Regions from separate parts of the Mus musculus genome. Here region 2 is linked to region 1. The links are chromatin contacts, called in public HiChIP or PLAC-seq maps. All regions are on one chromosome and are shown on one strand. Each heading gives the region's core, a stretch centred on a gene start, on an enhancer-like site or on the middle of the called end of the contact. The rest is flanking DNA. Distances are from core to core; before and after follow the strand shown.

Evidence for each region. HiChIP or PLAC-seq counts read pairs in DNA pulled down with a chosen protein or histone mark.
Region 2: a contact with region 1 is called in a BATF HiChIP or PLAC-seq map of CD8 T cells, with 5 read pairs. The contact joins two enhancer-like sites. A contact is called at or near these places in 5 of 484 Hi-C or Micro-C datasets (the C2C12 cell line, CD4 T cells, LSK cells and 2 more), 3 of 115 datasets of contacts at active chromatin or transcription factors (CD8 T cells, effector CD8 T cells and memory CD8 T cells) and 3 of 9 other capture datasets (adipose tissue, liver and pancreatic islet).

What each region holds. Positions count from the first base shown.
Region 1 is chr5:23,609,483-23,615,113 of GRCm38.p6, reverse strand. The region is part of intron 2 of Srpk2 (serine/arginine-rich protein specific kinase 2); the gene reads left to right. Among named protein-coding and RNA genes, the nearest start is that of Srpk2, 64 kb to the left of the region's middle. Within about 2 kb of position 3,368, at least 18 of the 459 cell types and tissues checked have an H3K27ac peak or open chromatin away from gene starts, as enhancers often do. A contact at or near this core is called in CD8 T cells, where this site is marked.
Region 2 is chr5:23,716,977-23,722,607 of GRCm38.p6, reverse strand. No RefSeq gene overlaps it. Among named protein-coding and RNA genes, the nearest start is that of AI506816, 7.1 kb to the right of the region's middle. Within about 2 kb of position 3,482, at least 72 of the 459 cell types and tissues checked have an H3K27ac peak or open chromatin away from gene starts, as enhancers often do. A contact at or near this core is called in CD8 T cells, where this site is marked.

The DNA.
Region 1 (5,631 bases), core at 2,119-4,618:
CCCTTGTAACTTCTGGTTTGTGGCTAGCCACCTGATTTCAATTTTGATTCTGTTTGTTGAGCTACAAAAGGAATCTTCAGCCTTGGGAAAACCTGCCAGAAAACTGGTGCTGATGGGAGCAGTAGACACAGGGACGTGCACCGTGAGCTGCCCAAGCATCAGCTGAGGTGTTGGAGTTTTGAACTAGCAGTGTACTGAATGAGAGGACCGCAGTAGTGATGCGTCCTTCTGGGGTAGTGTGAGTTCTTTACTGGTAAACTGACGGCTGAGCACAGAAGATGAATGTCTCTTAAAAACAAGTTAATTTTTTTCTGACTAAACTCATTCTATGGAAACATATTCTCAAGTGTTTTCATGATTTTACATACTTAGGCTCTTGTGGTCATTTGAAAGAAAAGAGAGCACCTGTTGTCATAATTATAAAGCTTAGAGACCGATTGCTGTTGAGGGTGACTTTGTGCATGGTATGCTGGAGCTTGCCTTGCTGGTTTTAGCAGGTGCCTAGAGTTATATTAAGCAGGTGTGATAGTCTCACTTAGGTGGTGAGTATGATTTATGCATCAATTCAAAACTTTGTAAGCATAATAGCTGTTTACTTAATTAAAGTATATTAAAACAAAATGCCCCTTTCCTCTCCATTTCACTAAAATCGGTATCATTTGATTTTTAAATTTATTTAAAAGAGTAGTTCTCAATTCTAATGCTGTGCCCTTTCAATACAGTTCCTCATGCTGTGGTGACCCCAACCATAACATTATTTTTGTTACTACTTTATAGCTGTAATTTTGCTGTTATGAATTATAATGTAAATATCTGTGTTTTCAGATGGTCTTGGGTGAATCCTGTGAAAATGGCTTGCTTATTTATTTATTTATTTTGGTTTTCAAGACAGGATTTCTCTGTTTAGCCCTGGCTGTCCTGGAACTCACTTTGTAGACCAGGCTGGCCTCGAACTCAGAAATCTGCCTGCCTCTGCCTCCCGAGTGCTGGGATTAAAGGCGTGCACCACCATGCCCTGCGAAAGTGGCTAATTTTTAAAAGATCTGTAAAATAATAATCTCAAGTATAAACAGTTTATTATCTAATACCTCTGTCTTGCCCTGGATGTGCAATACCTTATAATATCATGATAGCATTTGTCACATTATTCAATTACTGTTAATCAGCTTTTCTTTCCTTTCCTTTCCTTTCCTTTCCTTTCCTTTCCTTTCCTTTCCTTTCCTTTCCTTTCCTTTCCTTTCCTTTCCTTTCCTTTCCTTTCCTTTCCTTTCCTTTCCTTTCCTTTCCTTTCCTTTCCTTTCCTTTCCTTTCCTTTCCTTTCCTTTCCTTTCCTTTCCTTTCCTTTCCTTTCCTTTCCTTTCCTTTCCTTTCCTTTCCTTTCCTTTCCTTTCCTTTCCTTTCCTTTCCTTCTTTTCTTTTCTTTTCTTTTCTTTTCTTTTCTTTTCTTTTCTTTTCTTTTCTTTTCTTTTCTTTTCTTTTCTTTTTCCCCTTTCCCTTTTCCCCTTTCCCTTTTCCCCTTTCCCTTTTCCCCTTTCCCTTTCCCTTTCCCTTTCCCCTTTCCCTTTTCCCCTTTCCCTTTCCCCTTTCCCCTTGCCCCTTTCCCCTTGCCCCTTTCCCCTTGCCCCTTGCCCCTTGCCCCTTGCCCCTTGCCCCTTGCCCCTTTCCCTTTCCCTTTCCTTTCTTAGACAGGGTTTCTCTGTGTAGCCCTGGCTGTTCTGGAACTCACTCTGTAGATCAGGCTGGCCTCGAATTCAGAAATCCACTTGCCTCTGCCTCCAAAATGCTGGGATTAAAGGCGCGCGCCACCACTGCCTGACCAGTTATTTTATTTCTATTTGATCTCTTAAAAAATGACTTGGTTTAAAAAGAGAAAAATAATTGAGTTATGGTTTTATGAATAGTACTCTAAGACCTTTAAGATTGTCTTAGGTTGCGGCATGGTTCCAGATGCCTGTCAGTAGGTTCGGCAGAGCAGCCTGGTTTCTTTTTCCACAGAGGGATAAGCTATGTGGCACCAGAAGGCATCATTCCTGTACCCTGTCCCTGTAGTGTAGAGGGTTTCCTGAGAGTGCTCTTGGCAGGGCAGGACTTCTGAATGCAGTGTCGTAAGCCTGGGTGGAGCCTCTGCTGGGGTGGGTTTAGTAACCCTTGCATCTTACACATTTAACCCACTATGTGGAAAGAGCCATCCTGAGAAAGCTAGTAATATTGACTGGAGCCTTTTTGTTCATACACTTTTCTAAAATAGAAAAGCATTATAAAACATTAACTTATTTTAATTTTGTAGACTTTTGAGGACTTGTTCCTTGAACATAGAATTAGTCCAAAGTAAAATTATAATGGAGTCTACTAAGAGATCCCAATAGCTGGGGTCTGTTAATATTACTGTCAGTAGCTCTTGAAAATAGTTTGGAAGTTAGGCTTTTAGCTTAGATGAAATAGTGGAGACTCAGAACGTACCTCAGTAGGAGAGATGCGCAGTCCATGTGCTCCGTTTAGGAAGGCTACTCACAGGTCGGAATTAGTGCAGCTCAGCTCAGCTCAGCTACAGTTTGGTTTTAGATGTTGTGTCTTGAAGAGAGAAAAAAAAATTTCAGCTTACCTCTTTAAAGATTAACAACAGACAATGTTACTGAGTGAATGATAATTTAAAAACAGGTGACATGTCCTGTGGCCTGTTAGGATGGGATTTCTGCTGCTCCAGAGTCCTGGAGGGTCCAGGAATAAATCCCACTACAAATATGTCTTCTGTAGAATCGAGTACTTGCTGAATGAGTGAGCACATTGATTTGTTAGCATTGTAATGATGCTGTTAGACATGGTTTTTTGTTTGCTCCCATTTAGTGTAATAAAGTCAACAGAATAGTTACTGGCAAAGCTCACCTCCTCATCTCTCACCTCTTTTGCTTTGTTCCAGCTGTAGCACTTCCGGAGGTTGTGGGTTGGAACACATGGTGAAGAGGAGGAATAGTAATCACAGCTAGGAAAATGGTAGCAATTACTAAACAACCCAGACATCATGTCTCCTGATGGTGGCTCGGTTGTTGGTGCTGGGAACTGAACCAGGTACCCCAATAGCACGAGGGGCGGGGCCGGGGAGCAGGATGAGCTCTCGGTCACCGAATGCTTTATGAGGTTTAAGCTTGCTCTGGGCAGGATGTAAAAGGACAAGCTCTTTGTACTTGGTGTGACATTTTAAATGTCGTAATGAAGGTCTTTGGCATCCTAGTAGTCAGCAAATAAACACTGAATCTATAGTTGCTAGTTACCTTTATTGTGAATGGAGAAATAAGGAAGAGAGAAAATCATGACTGGTATCATGGCCATCATGTTGTGGCCTGTGTTGTACCAGTGCTGAGTAAGAAGCCTTGCTGAGAAGTGACAGGATGGCATGTTGTCTCTACTCTGTACAAGGGCATGCCATGTGGACAGTGTACGTTTGTGCACGTGTGTCCTTTACTTTTCTTTCTTATTTAGAGCACACAAAGAAACCTTGACAAATAGCGAGGAGGGGAATTTGATGGCAAGGCGCAGAGCAGGTTACCCCTTGTTTATTCTAGGCTGTGTCCCGAGGTCTGATCAGTACAGGGGCTGCTGTCCTCTTCCCTTCCTTCCCCGCCATGGCTCCTAGCCACGTGCATTGATGAGTGTACTTTCCTCTCTCGAGCCTCACCCTGACACTGCTTTCTTAGTTTCTCTACAGGATAGACTGGTTTTTTTGTTTTTTGTTTTTTCCCCTGAGTGATAGAATGAGTCAGAAGTGGCTGAGTGCTTATTTATATTTAGTATTTATTAGTATTTTAATGGAAATTAATGGGATTTCACAAACCATATGAAATACAATTTTGTGTGTATGTTTTTAAAGTTTAGTTTATAATTTTGTGTGATATATAATAATCTTTACCAAGCCTGGGGCTGCTTAGATTTTGTGCTACCTTTTTTTTTTTTTTTAAGAAGTTATATATTTCCTCCTCTTGTTTTTGTTTTGTTGTTTTGAGGCAGGGTTTCTCTGTGTAGCTCTGGCTGTCCTAGAACCTACTTTTGTAGACCAGGCTGACGTCAGACTCAGAGCTTGAGATACATTTTGGGTTTTAATATTGATGTAAGGATTTGATTTCATTTTTGCATATGTCTATTCAGTTGTTTCTGTTTTGAATCTGTATAAATAGAAACCCTCAAAAAAATTTTTCCATGCTTGGTTACAGGAAGCCAAATCAGATGGCTGGGAAATGTTTGATGTTCACGTGCTGGGGTCACATACATGGTACAGCATCCTTTGAGATTTTGATTACGCCTCTACTACTAGATTGTATGGCTTGCCCCTTTTGCTTGTATTTTGGCTGTGAGCTGTGTGTGAGAGGTTTAGGTGAATTAAGAAGCAGGAGTGAGAGAGCTTCCTCTCAGACATTTAGATAGAAAGCAGTGAGCTTCATTTGCTTGGACAGATAACGCTGGGAGCATTTTAAAAGTTATGTTTGAAAACAGAGAGACCTAAGGATGTGGAGCACTGCTTAAGCACTGGGCTTTTGGGCTGCAGTGTCTTGAAGATCTGAGAGGTAGAAAATGTCCTGCGCTGTGGTCTTCCCTGCAGGGATTCTTGAGCATAATGCAGTGGAGACACTCAGAAATAATGTGCAGTGGTAAGTGAAGTAATATGTGGGGGAATTAGAGAGAGCGGCGAGGAAAAGGAAGCTGTGCCCTGGTGGGAAGGCCTGTGCTTGGCGTGACAGGGGCCCTGGCTCAGTCCCCAGAACCAAGGTGAATTAAGAAAAGAGACATGATACTCCCCTTCCTCACAGTTCCATGTGTGTCCTCTTCCATGTTACACACGTGCTTCATGTATCTGGTCTCTGCAGTCCAAGGTTTGGGGGTCTCCGTCTATCCATTTCACCTGTTGATGGATGTTAAGGGCTATTTCTTGTTTGTGGCTGTGGGATTATGAATAGTGTTGATATGAGCAGTTGTATGAATGCATTTGGTAAATGAACCTCTGTACATTTTTATTGATTCTAGGTTTATAAGCAGCTGGGGGAAGTGTTGAGGACAGGTGTTATAAAGGGGGTGAACATGAGAATGTAGCCAGAGTCACAGGACCCATCCTCTGAGGTACCATTTCCCACTGAGTATCATCGTTACGAGGTCCTCAAGGGTGTGCATGCTAACATTACCTTTCAGATTTGTTTTCCATAGCAAAATCATTACTCAGGTGAATCCTCTTAGAAGCTCACTTTGTAAATCATGTAAGAAAGAGCCTACTTTTGAGGCCTGGGGGATGAGTCAGTCTTGTGACGTAGTTAGACTTTTTAAACTGTTTACTTTTAAAGTTGTGCTTGCTTTTAAAATTATCCTGAACCAGCATAAAAGTGTAGTTTGGCCATGTAATTTCTGGTTAAAAAAAAAGTAGGCATTTATCTGAGCTGCCCTTCCTTCTGTGGGCAATGATATGCTTTGTTTCCTACACTATTATATTTGTTACCAGTCTACACTTTGATTTTGTCTGATTTCTGATGTTGGGAAGGTTGGTCACATCATGGACTATAAACCATTTCAAACCTAAATCTGTTTGGCAGAGTTCTTCTGTTCTAAAAACCCTTCACCTGTATCCCATGGTTCTTAGGATAAAGGTAATCT
Region 2 (5,631 bases), core at 2,233-4,732, 110 kb before region 1:
CCATATTAAAACAAATAATGGAACTGGCTATTGCAGTTGAGCATTTGAGGCTTTCTGTTGACAATTTAATATCACCCATATTACTGGTATTCCTTATAATCCTCATGGACAAGGCATTATGTGGAATGGGTCCATGGAACTTTAAATAATACCTTCATAAAAAAAAAGGGGGAGTTATATCCCTATACACCACAAGACTATTTAAATCATGCTCTTTTTACTTTAAATTTTTAAAATTTGCATGTTCATGGATGTTTGGCAGCTGAGTTTTTTTTTTTTTTTGGCATCCTCACACTTCCACTATGTATGCTTCAGTGAAATGGAGGGATCCTATGACAGGCCAAAGGCATGGACCCAGGCCTGTACTCATAGGGGACTAGCTCACATTTGTGGTTTTTCACAGGAAGAAAATGGGGTGTGGTGGTTGCCAGAAAGGCTGGTGTGACAAATGGAACAATCTCACACTCCTGCTACTGCTGCTGCTGCTGCTGCTGCTGCTGCTGGTTTCCGCACACAGTGAAGTCCACTGGGCCTATGTTCATGACCCATCACTGAGACATTCAGCAGTGTGGACCAGATTGGAGATTCCCGTGACCAGTAATAATACTCAACTTCTTGGATCTCCCTGGGCAAGGGAGTCAATTTATAATAAGACTGTGACTTTCAATGCAGGCCATCATACTTTTCCCATAAGGCTTTGTTATCTCTCAAAACGTCAATTCCTAGCATTCCAGGAAGTTTCCTGGCTCCTGTGTCTATAGGTTAGTTTTGGGAATTATAAAAGGAAGAAATCCCTAAGAGGTAGAAGGAGAGATGTTCTCATAGTAGGTCATTCCACAGCCTGAAAGGCCACAGAGCTCAAGGCTACAGAGTGAGGCCCTGTCTATCCCACCTCTACTCCTCCCCCCAAAAAACATGCACACAGAGGATTTTTCTTTTTCTTATGAATATTCACTTAAATATTCCCACAACCAATAATTAGAAAGTGTGTGTTATATACTGTAATGGTTTGTATAGTATTTATTTATTTATTTATTTATTTATTTATTTATTTATTTATTTATTTATTTATTTTTGAGACAGAGTTTCTCTGTGTAGTCCTGGCTGTCCTGGAACTCACTCTGTAGACCAGGCTGGCCTCGAACTCAGAAATCTGCCTGCCTCTGCCTCCCAAGTGCTGGGATTAAAGGCGTGCACCACCACCGCCCGGCTATTTTAGGTACAGCACAATTGGGCAAAAACTATCCTTGTGATGGTTACCTCAATCCCTTATGCACAGGAAGCCTACCTAGGTCAGTCTGTCTGTCTCCCCTCTCCCTCCCCTCCTCTCCCTCTCCCCACCCCCCACCCCTCTCTGGCTTTTCTCTGTGTTGCCCTGGCTGCCCTGGAACTCAAACTCAGAGCTCTGCCTGCCTCTGCCTCCTGAGTGCTGGGAGTAAAGGTGTGGGCCACTGTGGGGCACACAATGACAGTCGAGCTGAGATGTTGAACCCCAGGACCCAGTGGTGATAATTCACCTACATGGGATGGAAGGAGTTCTCTCATGTCTCCTGGAACCCTGGCTCCTGTCGAAGTTACCGCCCCCCCCCCTCAGCCCTCCACAAGAGAAGCCTGGTTAGTAGTCAAGTAGGCAACGTCCCAAGCTTCTGACCTTCAGGCTAGACTCCTCCCCAGTTACCTAGCAACAGAAAAAATAGCAGCATACTTTAAAAGGGGCTGTTTGGCCCTCTCACTTTCTTGCTCTCTCCCTCTTACTCTCTAGCCTTTCTTCTTTCTCTCTCTTTCCCCCTTCCCTCCTCTTGGCCATGGCCGGTCTCTCCTTCTCTTTTACCTTTTCTGTTTCCCCCTGCCTTTCTATAATAAAGCTCTAAAACCATGAACTGTCTCTGTTCATCAAGGCCCGCTGTGCAGACTCTCGCCTGTGTGGGAACCTCTATCCCTAAGCCCTCTCTCCCATAACCCCGAGGCTACAGGGTTTTGCCCCAGGGCTCCTTGGTTTGGGGGGTGCCTGCCCCTTGTCCACCCACCATCGAGTGGGGTCAGTGGCTTAGATGCCCACCAGAGGCCGAGTGAAAAGCGTCTGACAGTCCTCCCACATCCACCTACCCAGAGCATAAGAGGAACTCTGGCCAGACGTAGGCTATCCTCCCTCCCTCCTCCTTCCCCGGCCCCTTATAGTTCCCACAGGCCACCACTGCAGGACCATACCTACATCTCTTTGTGGAACAAAGAAACTACATCAAAACTCTTTGTAAAGTACGTGTGACACCTTCCGTAACAGGAGGTTTTGTTGCTTGCCTGAGGAAAAACAAATTTACAAGAATGGCTCTGGAGGAGCATCCAGCATCAGAAAGTCTTCAGCCACCCAGATTGTACAGAGGTTACCAAGCTAGAAAGTATGTCTGCTCAAGGCTCCTGGGAGGAAAACAGGTTTGATTTTACATTCTTTCTCTTGAAGAACCAAGCCTGTGTTGTTACCATCCCAGGCTCCCCTAGTGCATGCCTATGAGTACCAAGACCACCACGCCCCCCCATACCTCCCAGCACTGGTGTGAGAGACAAGTGCCTCTGTAAAAAAACTGTCCCTCCCCCTTTCAATGTGGGTACTAGGTTTCTAATCCAGTCTTCAAGCTTGCTGGGAAAATACTTTACTGATTAGACGAGACTGCAGCTCCTCATTTTAGTTTTAAGTGAAAACCAACATGAACTAAGAGGCAGCTTTCTTGACACTCCTTCCACAGAGACTGACTTGTCACAAGTTTTCTCTTCCTACTTCTAAGGTACATAGAAGATGGAGAGGTGGGCTGGAGAAGGGAATCACATCTGCCATTGATTCAATGTGAAGATATATTGTTGCAACTATCAACTTTCTGATCCCTGAGAATAATCGGGAAGCAGCAGGGCTGGGGACAGAGAGGAAAGAAGGGCAGAGAAGTGCGCAGTGAGGTGGCTCAGTGGGTCAGTATTTGAAGAGTTCAATCCCAGAACCCATGGAAGGGTGGAAGGAGGAGAAAGACACCTGTTTCCAACGTGCTCCAGGCCAGAGTCACTCTGTCTTGCAGATGCTTCTAAGGATGACACCTGAGGGCTGTCCCGTGGCTGCCATATGCATGTGCGCACACACACACACACAGTATGTCCCAGCATGCATACACACATGCATGAAAAAGGAGGGGAGAATCTGCTCCATTAAGCCTCTTAGGAAATTTCTCACAAGACATGTGAGGATCAGAACTGGTGGAAAGAATTTAGAATTGTTCTCTCTTCATGACTGAATCCTTTTTGTATGTTTTTTTCTTTTATGTGTATTTATGAGTCAGAGCTTGACCACCAGGCAATACTTCCTGCACCTGTATATGAGCTCATTGTGGTTTTTGTGGTTTTTCTTCCTTTATATGAGAGATATTTGTTGTTGTAGTTCAGACACTTTGAGTTATGTCCCTGATCTGATCAACACTAGGGTGTGTGTTCAGTAAACCATCCCAGTCTGACTGAGATGGTGTTCCTGTGGTTTGTGAAGTGACTCTCAGACCCCAACAAAAGGTCCAGTGTTTGGGTTTCTGCTTCCTCTGCTTGGTGTTTCTGTTTGGTGTCTCCTCAGATGGAATCTGCGGTGTGTCAGGGTGGAGAGGCTCACGGCGGGGGTGGGAATAATTGACCTGTGTCCTCCATGTGCACATCTGCCTGAGTTGTGGTGTGAGCTGCCTTCAGGACAGTGACGTCATTAAGACATCACTGTTCCCAGATTGGTGTCATCTCTGGAGTTTGCTGCTGAACCCTGGGACCTGGTTACTCATGACCATGCTTCTCTTGGCTTGGAGACACCTAGCAAATCTACCTTGACAATGCTACCTCCTCTGGCTACACTATCTTTAAAAAAAAATCTCCTTTCCTCCTTTATACCTCTTCTTCCTCTGCTTCCTCCTTGTCTTCACTTTTGAGACAAGATTTCATTCTGTAGCATAGGATGGCCTCAAATTCATAATCCTCCTGCTTTAGCTTCCCAAGTGACGGGATTACAAGTGTATACCAACTCATCCAGTGTCAGTGCCTCTCTCTCTCTCTCTCTCTCTCTCTCTCTCTCTCTCTCTCTCTTCCTCCCTCTCTCTCCCCATCCATCCATTTTCTTTTTTATCCTCCATAACACCATGCATTGCCTTTATTTTGGTATGAGTCCACATTTCAACATTTAGTCGTCCTGAACAGAGTGGAGAACTTGGCAAGGAGACAGGAGGCCCAATTATCATCCCTGTCCACCTTGTGTCATGCCTTCATCCACTTTAGACCCCTTCTTCCTGTCTGTTTTCTTGGTATCTACCTATCTGTCTATCTCCTCATTTTTAGATTTATTTATTTGCATTTTATGCATATAGCTGTCTGTTTACCATGTGCTCTCAGAGGCAAGAAGAGGTTGTTAGATGCTCTGGAACTGGAGCTACAGGCACTTGTGAGCTGCCAACTGAGGTTTGGGTTTCAAAACGGGGTCCTCTAGAAGAACAGCAAGTGCTCTTATGTGCTGAGTCATCTCTCCACCCCCCAGCCCCCACAATCTTCTTCCCCATATACTTTCTGTCATCTACCTGTCTGTTTTTGATCTATTTTTCAACTGGCTTCCTTGAGTAAGAATTTGTCTTCTTCTTTATTTCAGTTTAGGGATCTCTTAACCTTGGAAAGTGGACAGTTATAGCCCTATCTATCTTTTTCCTGTCTCCACTTCCACACTCATACCCTCCTCCATGCCTATGCTTATCTATATCAGCTAAATGCACTGACACAAAATGAATTCTCCGCATTCAAGTCTCTACTGTTGGGTATCAAATATGCATACAGGCAGCTATTTAGCCTGCCAGTGCCTAAGCTTCCCTCTTTGTACAATGAAGATAAAACTCCTGTTTACTGTATAAGTTGTACTGAAGACAAATTCAGTTAATTTGTAGAAAGGGCTTAGAAGAGAACTTAGCAAATGGGGAATAAATACCATGTGCACATGTTCTTTTGTTGCTATTGTCAGTACTGAGTGCATTTTGTACTAGCCAAAAGTTTACACAGGCATACACATTCATCTGATGATCTATCTACTGGTCTTTTGTTTGTTTGTTTGTTTTCGAGACAGGGTTTCTCTGTATAGCTCTGGCTGTCCTGGAACTCACTTTGTAGACCAGGCTGGCCTCGAACTCAGAAATCTGCCTACCTCTGCCTTCCAAGTGCTGGGATTAAAGGTGTGTACCACCACCGCCCGGCTCTACTGGTCTTTTAAGTTTAGTATATGTCTTAGTTAGGGTTTTACTGCTATGAACAGACACCATGACCAAAGCAACATTATAAGGACAATATTTAATTGGGGATGGCTTACAGGTTTAGTCCATTATCATCAAGTCAGGAACATGGCAGCATCCAGGCATCAAGGACTAGGGTATTAAAGCCCATGCCCACAGAGACACACCTACTCCAAGGACACACCTATTCCAAAATAAGGCCTATTCCAACAAGGCCACACCTCCAAATAGTGCCACTCTCTGGGTCAAGAATATACAAACTGCCCGGTGGTTGTGGCACATGCCTTTAATCCCAGCACTTGGGAGGCAGAGGCAAGCAGATTTCTGAGTTCGAGGCCAGCCTGGTCTACAGAGT